Linked DNA regions of Sus scrofa: region 1 is linked to region 2. Evidence: chromatin contacts called from public HiChIP or PLAC-seq data. All regions are on one chromosome and are shown on one strand. Each heading gives the region's core, a stretch centred on a gene start, on an enhancer-like site or on the middle of the called end of the contact. The rest is flanking DNA. Distances are from core to core; before and after follow the strand shown. Region 1 holds the start of BLVRB (flavin reductase (NADPH)). Region 2 holds the start of C6H19orf47.

Region 1 (4,718 bases), core at 452-2,951, 83 kb before region 2:
CGCGGAGGCTGGACGGGGTTGAGGGCTGGGGGCTCCCTCTGCCATTGACCCTCCACCTCCCCCAGCCGTGGAGACCCTGAGGGGTCAGGCCAAGCCCAGCGTGCGCGGGGAAGGGATGCTCGGGCAGGTGGGGAGATGCCGGAGGGAGGGACTATCCGCCCCCACGCCACCGCTCACCTGGGCCCGCGGCGGCCGGTGCCGCTGTCCCCGCTGCTGGCAGTGCCCGACTGCCCTCCCTGTTGGTGTCCGCGGCCCGGCCCGGCCCGGCCCGGCCCGGCTCTGCTCGGCCCCACCAGCCCCGCCGCTCGGCCAGATCCGCATGCGCCGCCGCCGCCGCCGGCGCGCCTCCTCCGGCTCGCGCGGCCGTCGCGCTCGGCGCGCCCCCGGACCCCCTCCCGCCCGCGGTCTCCCGCCAACCCCGGCCGCCCGCGGCGCTGGCCCACGCGCGGTCACACACCCGGCCACAGCGTGCGCTGCACAGCTGCAGGGGCCGGTGGTAGCGTCACACACACACATTCCCACGGGGTCGCACACTCCCACACGGCCACACACATACGGGGTCACATACAGCGTCACAAATACTATTCATATCCACACGCTCACGCTGTTACCCCCTTACATGGGGTCACGCAGGGTCAAATATTCAAACTGTCTCACGCAGTCACAAGCTCACACGAAGTCGCGCCCTGGAACAGTGCCCGACAGCGTCACACACTGTAGAACACTCGAATAGTGCCACCACCATTCACTTGGAGTCATATACAAACACACATATGTCACACACTAACATGGGGTCACAAAGAGTGTCATACACATCACACACAGCTTCACCATCACACAGTGTCACACACTTTTTCACACTCAAACTTGTCACATCAGTTGCACACTCACATGAAGGTCACACATCCTGCACCGTCACACTCATACATCACATAGAGTTCACAAATAGAAACACAACAGTAACACCCACAGCCACACTCAAATGGTGTCAGTGTCACACACCTCACATGACACATGCAGTGTCACACACTGTCACACTCTGAGTCACATACTCGCATGTAACACATCGCACACGTGTTCCACACTCACACAATATACCCCAGAGTCATGGATGCACACAGCATCACAGACTGACACACTGTCACTTAGTGACACTACAAGGTCACACAATAACTTGCCACACGTAGCGTCACACAGTCTCACACTGTAATAAGGTGTTGTACACAGCAGATGGCACATGGTGTCACCCACAATTATGGTCTCCCTTGGGGTTGTTTACAGAGACACTCAGGGTCACATGGGCTCACAGACACGCAGTTACACAGTGTCACACCCACACCGTCCTCCCTCCCTTTCTTCCCTTGCAACCTCGAGGAGGCCCTGGGGCTTAGTGTGAATCTCCGATCTGCCTTGTGGCCCAGAGAGAAGGGGCGTGAGTGAGGAGAGAGCGGTGGGCGTGGCCCGAGCTCGCCCCGCCTCCCCCTGGGAGGCTGGAGCGCGGAGGCGGAGCCCCGGGGCCACTTGAATCGATGGCCGGATACAGCCACGCCTCCCAGTCTAAGTGGCGGGCCCAGAGGGCGGTGCTGGCCCGCCCCGCCCACCCTATTCTTAGCTGGAGGCGTGGCCTTTTGGACTCGCTCCTCAGCCTAAGCCTGAGGCTGGAGGTGGGCTGAGGCGTGGCCCTCGGGGCGGCCCCGCCCCGTTCCTCCCGCTAGGGAAGGACGCAGAGGGCGGCCCAGCAGCCAGTCGGTTCCCGCGCGTCCTGTGACTCCGCGGCCTCGCAACCCTACGTCCCTGCAGCATGTCTGTCAAGAAGATTGCGATCTTCGGCGCCACTGGCAGAACCGGGCTCACCACCCTGGCGCAGGCGGTGCAAGCAGGCATGAGCTGGGGCGGGCATGGGATGTCACCGGGTGCAGGGCCAGAACTTTAGGAAGGGACATCATGGGACCCGGTGTGCCTTGGTGTGTGAGGACTCAGGGGCAAAGCAAGTGGCCACGGGGGCAGAGGTTGGGGACAGTATGAGGTCCAATTTTATGTGAGTCCAAGGGAAAGGAATTGGCCCTGGGAGGCTAGGGGACTGTGGTGACAAGTTTAAATCCAATGCTCTTATGAAATGCTGTTATGGTGGTGGTGGTGGTGATGGTGGTGGTGGTGGTGGTGGTGGTGGTGGTGGTGGGCGGTAGTGGTTTGCACACCCAGCAAGGGCTTAACTAAGCCAGGCATGGGACTCCCAGCTCTGCCTTCTCTTCATTTGTATTAAATAGTCCCAGCTCTCAGGTGAGATGGGAACTAGTATCACCTCACTTGACAGATGAGAAAACTGAGGCCCAGAGAGTGACTTGTCCACTGTCACCCAGCCAGAAAGTGGCAGTGTTGTTATTTGTACCCAGCACATGCTCTCAGCTGCTAAAAGTTCTTGGTTTGGACACCAAGGCTTAAAGTTCAAGAGGCTGGGGAGTGTGTTGCCGTGAGCACCTGATGGAAGGTAGGTCACTGAAGACTTGGGGACACTGGTCCTAGGAAAGCCAACGAGGGCTGAAAATATGGAGTTGCTCCAGGAAAGGGGATAAGCCATCCCCTGCCCCCACCTTGCAGAGTTCACCAACCCCCAGTGGAGGCTGGCTCTTCCAGATAAACGGTCCCACCCTTGCTGGTCTTGGTGATGCTGAAGATATTGACTATCTGGGTGCCCCCAAAGGGTGGAGGCTGCCAGGATCCTACTCTCAGCTGTCTCCTAGCCCAGCTCTCCCTTGCAGGGACTCTGCCTGAAAGTTCCCCATTAGGCCTGCAGCTCTCCCCCTTCCCCAGGAAGACCTAGGGAGGATCTTGACTTGTGGGGAGAGGGGAAACAAATTTGCTGATACACGTTTCTAGAGGAGGAAGTAGAGGACGAAGTTGAAAGGTGCTGAGTCACCCTGATGATCCAGATTTCCACGTGACTACCTCTCCCTTAAACCAGGATTCTGTGGAATTTCATTTATCCACACTGCTGGTCACAGCCGGAACTACACCTGCCTTCTCAGTGACTCTGCCAGGTCCCTTCAGAGCTACGGGCGAGCCAGAACCTCGCTGTCCCCATCCAAAACAGGAGGGGCTTAAATGAGCTGAGCTTTTATTTAGCTCATTGATTCTGTAGGGCTGAGTTCTGACTAGCACAGACTCTGGTGCCCATCTGTCCACTTTCAAACCCCAGCTCTACTGCGTACCACCGGTGTGGTCGGATGCCTTGTCATCTGTGTACCTAGATATCTGCAAAGAGGGGATGGAACTAGTGGAACTTGACCTTGGGCTCTTGTGATGATGAAATGAAGTCATATATGGAAAATACCTCAAAGGGTGCCCAGCATATAAAGGGCACTTAATAGGCACTCCTTGGCTGAGTGAACTCAGATTATAGCTGTGTGGTCCTGGCCTGATTACCTAAAATTGCCTCAGTTTCCCCCATCCTCAAAATGGGCATATAATACAACCTACTTTGTGGGATCGTTGTAGTCTGCAGCTTTTCAAACTATGGATCCTAGTGCAGTTCTGAGATATATTTAATTGGTCACAATAATATCAATGTATCACATGTTAAAATGGGTTTTATGAAACTTTTGTTTGAGTTATATACATAGAGTTTTTTTGGATACTGGATTAGGCAGTGAAATCTATTTTGTACTGAGGGTTGAGATAAAAATGGCTTAAAAGAGGCATAATCTACAACTTACCCTCACATAATTAGGGGAACATTTTGTACACATATATAATTATATATGTTATGTGTATTATTATATACACAAGGAAAGAAAGATAAAGCAAATATGAGAATCAAGATCGTACAACTTTCCTGTAGGTCTGAATTTATTTCAAAATAAAAAGTTAACAGGAGTTCCCTGGTGGCTCATCAGGTTATGGATCTGGTTTGTCACTGACATGGCTTGAGTTCCTTCCCTAGCCTGGGAATTTCTGCATGCCCTGGGTGTGGCCAAAAAAAAAGAGCCAAAAATTAAGAGAAAAATATGAAGTAAAGGATTTGGAAAAAAAAGAAAAGGAAAAGGTTTGGAAATAAGTCTTTGCAAATGTTGTTTTCTTTGTAAAAGGTAAAATCTGCAAATTCTAAAACTATAGTTTGTGATGGTAGCCATTCGCCACATGTGGCTATTTAAATTTAAATGTGAGTTGTTATTAAAATTTTTTGGAAAAAAAATCATTTATCTGTGGAAAGAGCATAGCACAACACTTGGCACATAGAAGGCTCTCAATAAATGCCACTAATCGCCAATAAGGTAACACTAATGGGCACTCTTGTGCCCGGCCCGTGTCAAAACTCTCACTGTTTGCGAGAACATGTTTCTCCTCCAAAATACCCACAATTTATGAACCTGACTAGTATCCTTGAGGACGTGGGTTCAATCCCTGTCCTCACTCAGTGGGTTGCGGATCTGACGTTCCCATGAGCTATGGCGTAGGTCGAAAATGTGGCTCGGATCTGGCGTTGTATGGATTTGTTTGTTCCGGGCCATTCACATAAATGGAATCATACACTACGTGGCTCTTTATGACTGACTTCGTCACTAACTAAAAAATATTTTTTTCCAAGTTTGTGCATGTCGCAGCATGTATCGGTGCGACGTTTCTTTTTATTGCCGAATACCATTCGGTGGTATGGCTATACCACATTTTATTTATCCCTTCGGTTAATGGAAATTTGCATTGTTTCCCCTTTTTGGCTA
Region 2 (4,589 bases), core at 451-2,950:
TGTTTGCTCACTGTCTCTTAGCCCTGCTAGAATGTAAACTCCACCGGGCCTGTTTTGTCCACTGATGTGTCCCCAATGCCTAGCACAGTGCTGGGCATGTAGAACACGCTTAATAAAAATCTGTTGAATGAATAACTTGTGTTTTCATTCCCATGTTGCAGATGTAGCAACTGAGGCACAGAGACCTTAAGCTACATGCCCAAGGTCATGCCACTATTTAAGTACTAAGAACTAAGATTGGAAATGGGGTGTTGCAGCCCATGGAAATACATTGCTAATGACTCTCCTACGTGGCCATGCTGAGCAAGCTGAGGGACTAAGATACCAGCTCTCCCCCTGGGGATGCAGGGTTGCTGAGGTTTGACGACGGTGTGGTGAGCCCTGTCTCTCTCTCTGTACCTTCAATTCTCTGAGTCAAGGGAGGACTCGGTCTAAGCTACCTATAACCGTCCCCCCACCAAGCCCTCCTGGACTCCTGCCATGGCTAAATGCTCTCAATTTGGGGGTGGTTAATCAGTCAATCCAACAAGGTAAAGAGAAAGGGATTATGTATTTACATGAACAAGGTGCGTGATGGTTGATGGGTCACCCCCTCAGATGTGGTGACGTGGCAGAGGTGAGGACAGCGTGGAGATTGCCATGTGGGGTAGCATGGGTTGGCTGTTGTGGCATGAGCATCAGGATACAGGAAGTGTGATGACATCACCAGAATGATGAGGGCAGTTGGGGGTAGGGGGAGAGTGACAATGAGGTGATGAAGGTGACTGGGTGAGGGTGACATGGCTAATAATATTAGCCCAAATCACCATATCAAGTTGGGCATATCACTAGAATAATGCAGAATTCTTAACAATCATCCCTGATGTTGGTGTCCTTGTGTGGATTTTACAGATGAGGAAGCTGAGACTGCAAAGGTGTGATTAGGTCAAGGTTACCCAGAGGTTTAGTGGTGAAGTCAGAATCCTGGCACGCCCTGAGTAAAGGGCTTTCATACCCGGAGTACATGAGAGGTGACTTGGGGAAATGACAGAGACACGAAGAGAAGAAAAACTGTAGGGCAGGGTGGCTCTTCATGGTGAAAACTAGAATCATTAGACGTGGGCAGTGACTGTCAGAGGAACAAAGGTGACGACGAGGAGGGATGGCGACAAAAGGGGTGAGCATGACCTAAGGGAAGCCAGAGAGCGACTTAAGGAGATGGTAACAGGAGGCATGCGAAGGTGACACGGAGGTATGACGACGATTTCTGAGAAGAGTGATAGCAATAAAAGAGGGGTGCAGGCGACACGAGACGGCGACTACGACTTAACGGGTGGGGCGACTTCAACAGGTGCTGATAATGGGGGCTTAAAGCGAACGAAATCTTGTCAAGGGTGATGATGGCGACATAAGGGGAACGGTAACGATTTAAGCAGGATACAACATGCGGAGGAATGGCGACATACAGGGACAGAGGTCGATGTGCAGAGAAGAGATGCATTACAGACGAAGGATAACACGAGGAGGACGGCTGAGGCGCCGCGCCCCCAGATCGCACATTACCTGCTCTCCACGTCTCCCACTCGGGACCCAGCCCAGCACGCACCTTTCAGGCTGGAGCCCCGCCCGACCGCCCCCCGCGGCGCGCAGGCGCACTCCGGCTGGACTGCGGGCCGGCGGGGGCCGGGAAATTACCTTTCTCATTGGCTGCGCTCCTCGCCAGCGAGGGGCGGAGGGAAGCGCCTGGGAGACGGCGGGCGGTCACGTGACAGTTGCAGCTGCGCCCTCGCTGGTGGCTCCCCAGCGGGCTAGAGAAGCCGCGAGCGGGTGAGTCCGGCTTCCGGCGGCGAGGGCGGCGCTTCCGGGGCGGGCAGCCGGGCCAAGGGAGGAGGGTCTGACAGTTGGCGCCGCCGGGAGGGCGGGCAGGTGGGCAGGTGGGTGGTGCGAGTGGGCGCGTGCCCAGAGGGCCAGGTGAGGCGCGGGCCGGGGGTGATGGGGTAGGGCTGGGTGAGGTGGGGATGAATGGCGTCCAGGGTTCCGGAGTCAGTCCTGGCGCCGCTGTACGGCTCTGGATTAGCGAGTTCTTTCTCTGAAACTCAGTTTCCTCCTCTGTAGAATGGGGGTCAGAATCTGACTGTAGCATCTTCTTTATGGGTTGTAGTGAGAAATCAGTTCGTGCATGTCGGAGCTCCTTAGCTCAGCGCCTGGCACACTGCTCACTTCGTTACTATACTATTATTGTTAGTATTGTTGATGATCTTTGCGCTTGGTGTGGAAGATCAAGGTGTGGGAGCGTGAAATTGGGGGCCACAGATTTCAGCTCAAGTCCTAACTACACTTTGTGGTCGTGGACCTATATCTTCACCTGTCTGAACTGAATTTTCCTCGTCTCTACAATGAGGGCTAATAGTCTCAATATCATAGCATCACTGTGAGGATGCTGATGAAATGTGCGTGTTGAGTCCTTAGCACAGGGCCTGACACAGTATTAAGTAGGAGCTCAAAAGATTGAGACGCTAATAATGATTCTCAGAGTCATTGGTGTAAATGGGACTTGCAAGGATGTAGAGAGGAGGAGGAAGCTAAAAGATGGCAAAACTTGGAAACTGGAGTTGGGCAAATTGACATCCTGCCATTCTTTTTTTCTTTGTTCTTATGTCTTTTTAGGGCTGTACTCGCAGCATATGTGAGTTCCCAGGCCAGAGGGCGAATCAGAGCTGTGGCTGCTGGCCTACGCTACAGCCACAGCAACACCAGGTCTGAGCTGAGTCTGTGACCCTCACCATAGCTCACAGGAACCTTCAGTCCTTAACCCACTGAGTGAGGCCAGGGATTGAACCCACGTCCTCATGAATACTACTCATTTCCTTACTGCTGAGCCACAACAGGAACTCCCCTGCCACTTACTATTTGATCAGTTTTGCTTAATCCCATTGTGTTAGGTTTTCCATTTTCTTTAAAACCACGGATGCATTTTCCTCCAGTCAATTCAATTGAGAAGGAAAATTTGTGTTCTTTCCTAATGGAAAAGTAGCATTGCTGGCGTGAGAAGAAGGAAAACAACCTGAACACCAATGGAAGCAGAATGGTCTATTAAATTGTAGACAGAACCTGGAAGAATTGAAAACTTACACTGTGTGATTCCATGTTGTCAGATCCCATGGACCCTGTCAAGTTATCTTATACTCTGTTCTCAGCTCACACTTTGCATATGACTGATATCAGCTCAATGACTGTCCTCTCCTTTCCCTAGCTCACTGAAGGTTTATTTATTTTACTTAATGCACATATGCATAACTGCTGAGCACTGTTTTAAGGGCTGGGTGCTTATGAACTCATTCAACCCCACTAAGCACTTTAAGAACAGATACATTTGGAGTTCCTGTGGTGGCACAGTGATTAACGAATCTGACTAGGAACCATGAGGTTGCAGGTTCTATCCCTGACCTCGCTCAGTGGGTTAAGGATCCGGCGTTGCTGTGAGCTGTGGTGTAGGTTGCAGATGCGGCTTGGATCCCACGTTGCTGTGGCTCTGGCGTAGGCCGGTGACTACAGCTCCGATTGACCCCTAGCCTGGGAACCTCCATATGCCACGGGAGCGGCCCTAGTAAAGGCAAAAAGACAAAAAAAAAAAAAAAAAAAAAAAAGAACAGATACGTCTATCTTTTTTTTTTAAATCTTTTTATGCCAGAACTCTTGGCATATGGAGGTTCCCAGTCTAGGGGTTGAATCGGAGCTGTAGCTGCTGGCCTGCACCACAGCCACTGCAATGCAGGATCCAAGTCACGTCTGTGACCTACACCACAGCTCACGGCAATGTCAGATCCTTCACCCATTGATCCTTCACCCATCGAACCTGCGTCCTCATGGATTCTAGTCAGATTTGTTGCCACTGAGCCACAATAGAAACTCCACACCTATCATTCTTTTTTTTTTTTTTTTTTATAACTGGAGTATAGCTGATGTACAGTAACTCCTCTATCATTCTTATTTTAACGTCGAAGGGAGTGAGATCCAGAACAGTTAAGCCATTTGCCCCAGAGTCAGAGTCAGGAAGTGGTAAAATTGAGACTTGGAGCCACACCTCCTATGGGCTTTAGCACAGGGAATCTGGTGCATGGTAATTACTTGAATTTTGGGAGCTATCATTTCTTTATTATTATTATTATTATTATTATTATTATTATTATTATTTTGTCTTTTTGCCTTTTCCAGGGCCGCTCCCGTGGCATATGGAGGTTCCCAGGCTAGGGGTCAAATCGGAGCTGTAGCCACCGGCCTACGCCACAGCCACAGCAACATGGGATCCAAGCTGTGTCTGCGACCTGCACCACAGCTCATGGCAACGCCGGATCCTTAACCCACTGAGCGAGGCCGGGGATCGAATCTGCAGCCCCATGGTTCCTAGTCAGATTCGTTAACCACTGCACCACGACAGGAACTCCCTATCATTTCTTTATTATTAATGTTTTATAATTTTCACTGTTTAGAAAGTCAGCGCTGGAGATGGGCTTTTAATGGTGGCGAGAGGAAATTGAGTCCAGCAGGGAATTCTGCGGCTGTGGTGGGAGGATACCAGTACGTAAAGGCGTCTAGTAAGTATCAACTGA

What was found. HiChIP or PLAC-seq counts read pairs in DNA pulled down with a chosen protein or histone mark.
Region 1: an H3K27ac HiChIP or PLAC-seq map of alveolar macrophages shows a contact between it and region 2. The contact joins the promoter of BLVRB here to the promoter of C6H19orf47 in region 2. A contact is called at or near these places in 1 of 5 promoter capture datasets (liver), 4 of 47 Hi-C or Micro-C datasets (blood, embryonic fibroblasts, heart right ventricle and 1 more) and 2 of 2 datasets of contacts at active chromatin or transcription factors (alveolar macrophages and skeletal muscle).

The regions. Positions count from the first base shown.
Region 1 is chr6:48,725,416-48,730,133 of Sscrofa11.1, reverse strand. It overlaps BLVRB (flavin reductase (NADPH)), which reads left to right and starts at 1,701. Exons shown (of 5, transcript XM_003355917.4): 1 at 1,701-1,880. The coding sequence starts at 1,802. It overlaps SPTBN4 (spectrin beta chain, non-erythrocytic 4), which reads right to left and starts at 295. Exons shown (of 36, transcript XM_021094394.1): 1 at 178-295.
Region 2 is chr6:48,642,473-48,647,061 of Sscrofa11.1, reverse strand. It overlaps C6H19orf47, which reads left to right and starts at 1,700. Exons shown (of 10, transcript XM_021094390.1): 1 at 1,700-1,806; 2 at 4,470-4,574. It also overlaps a transcript of PLD3 not described here.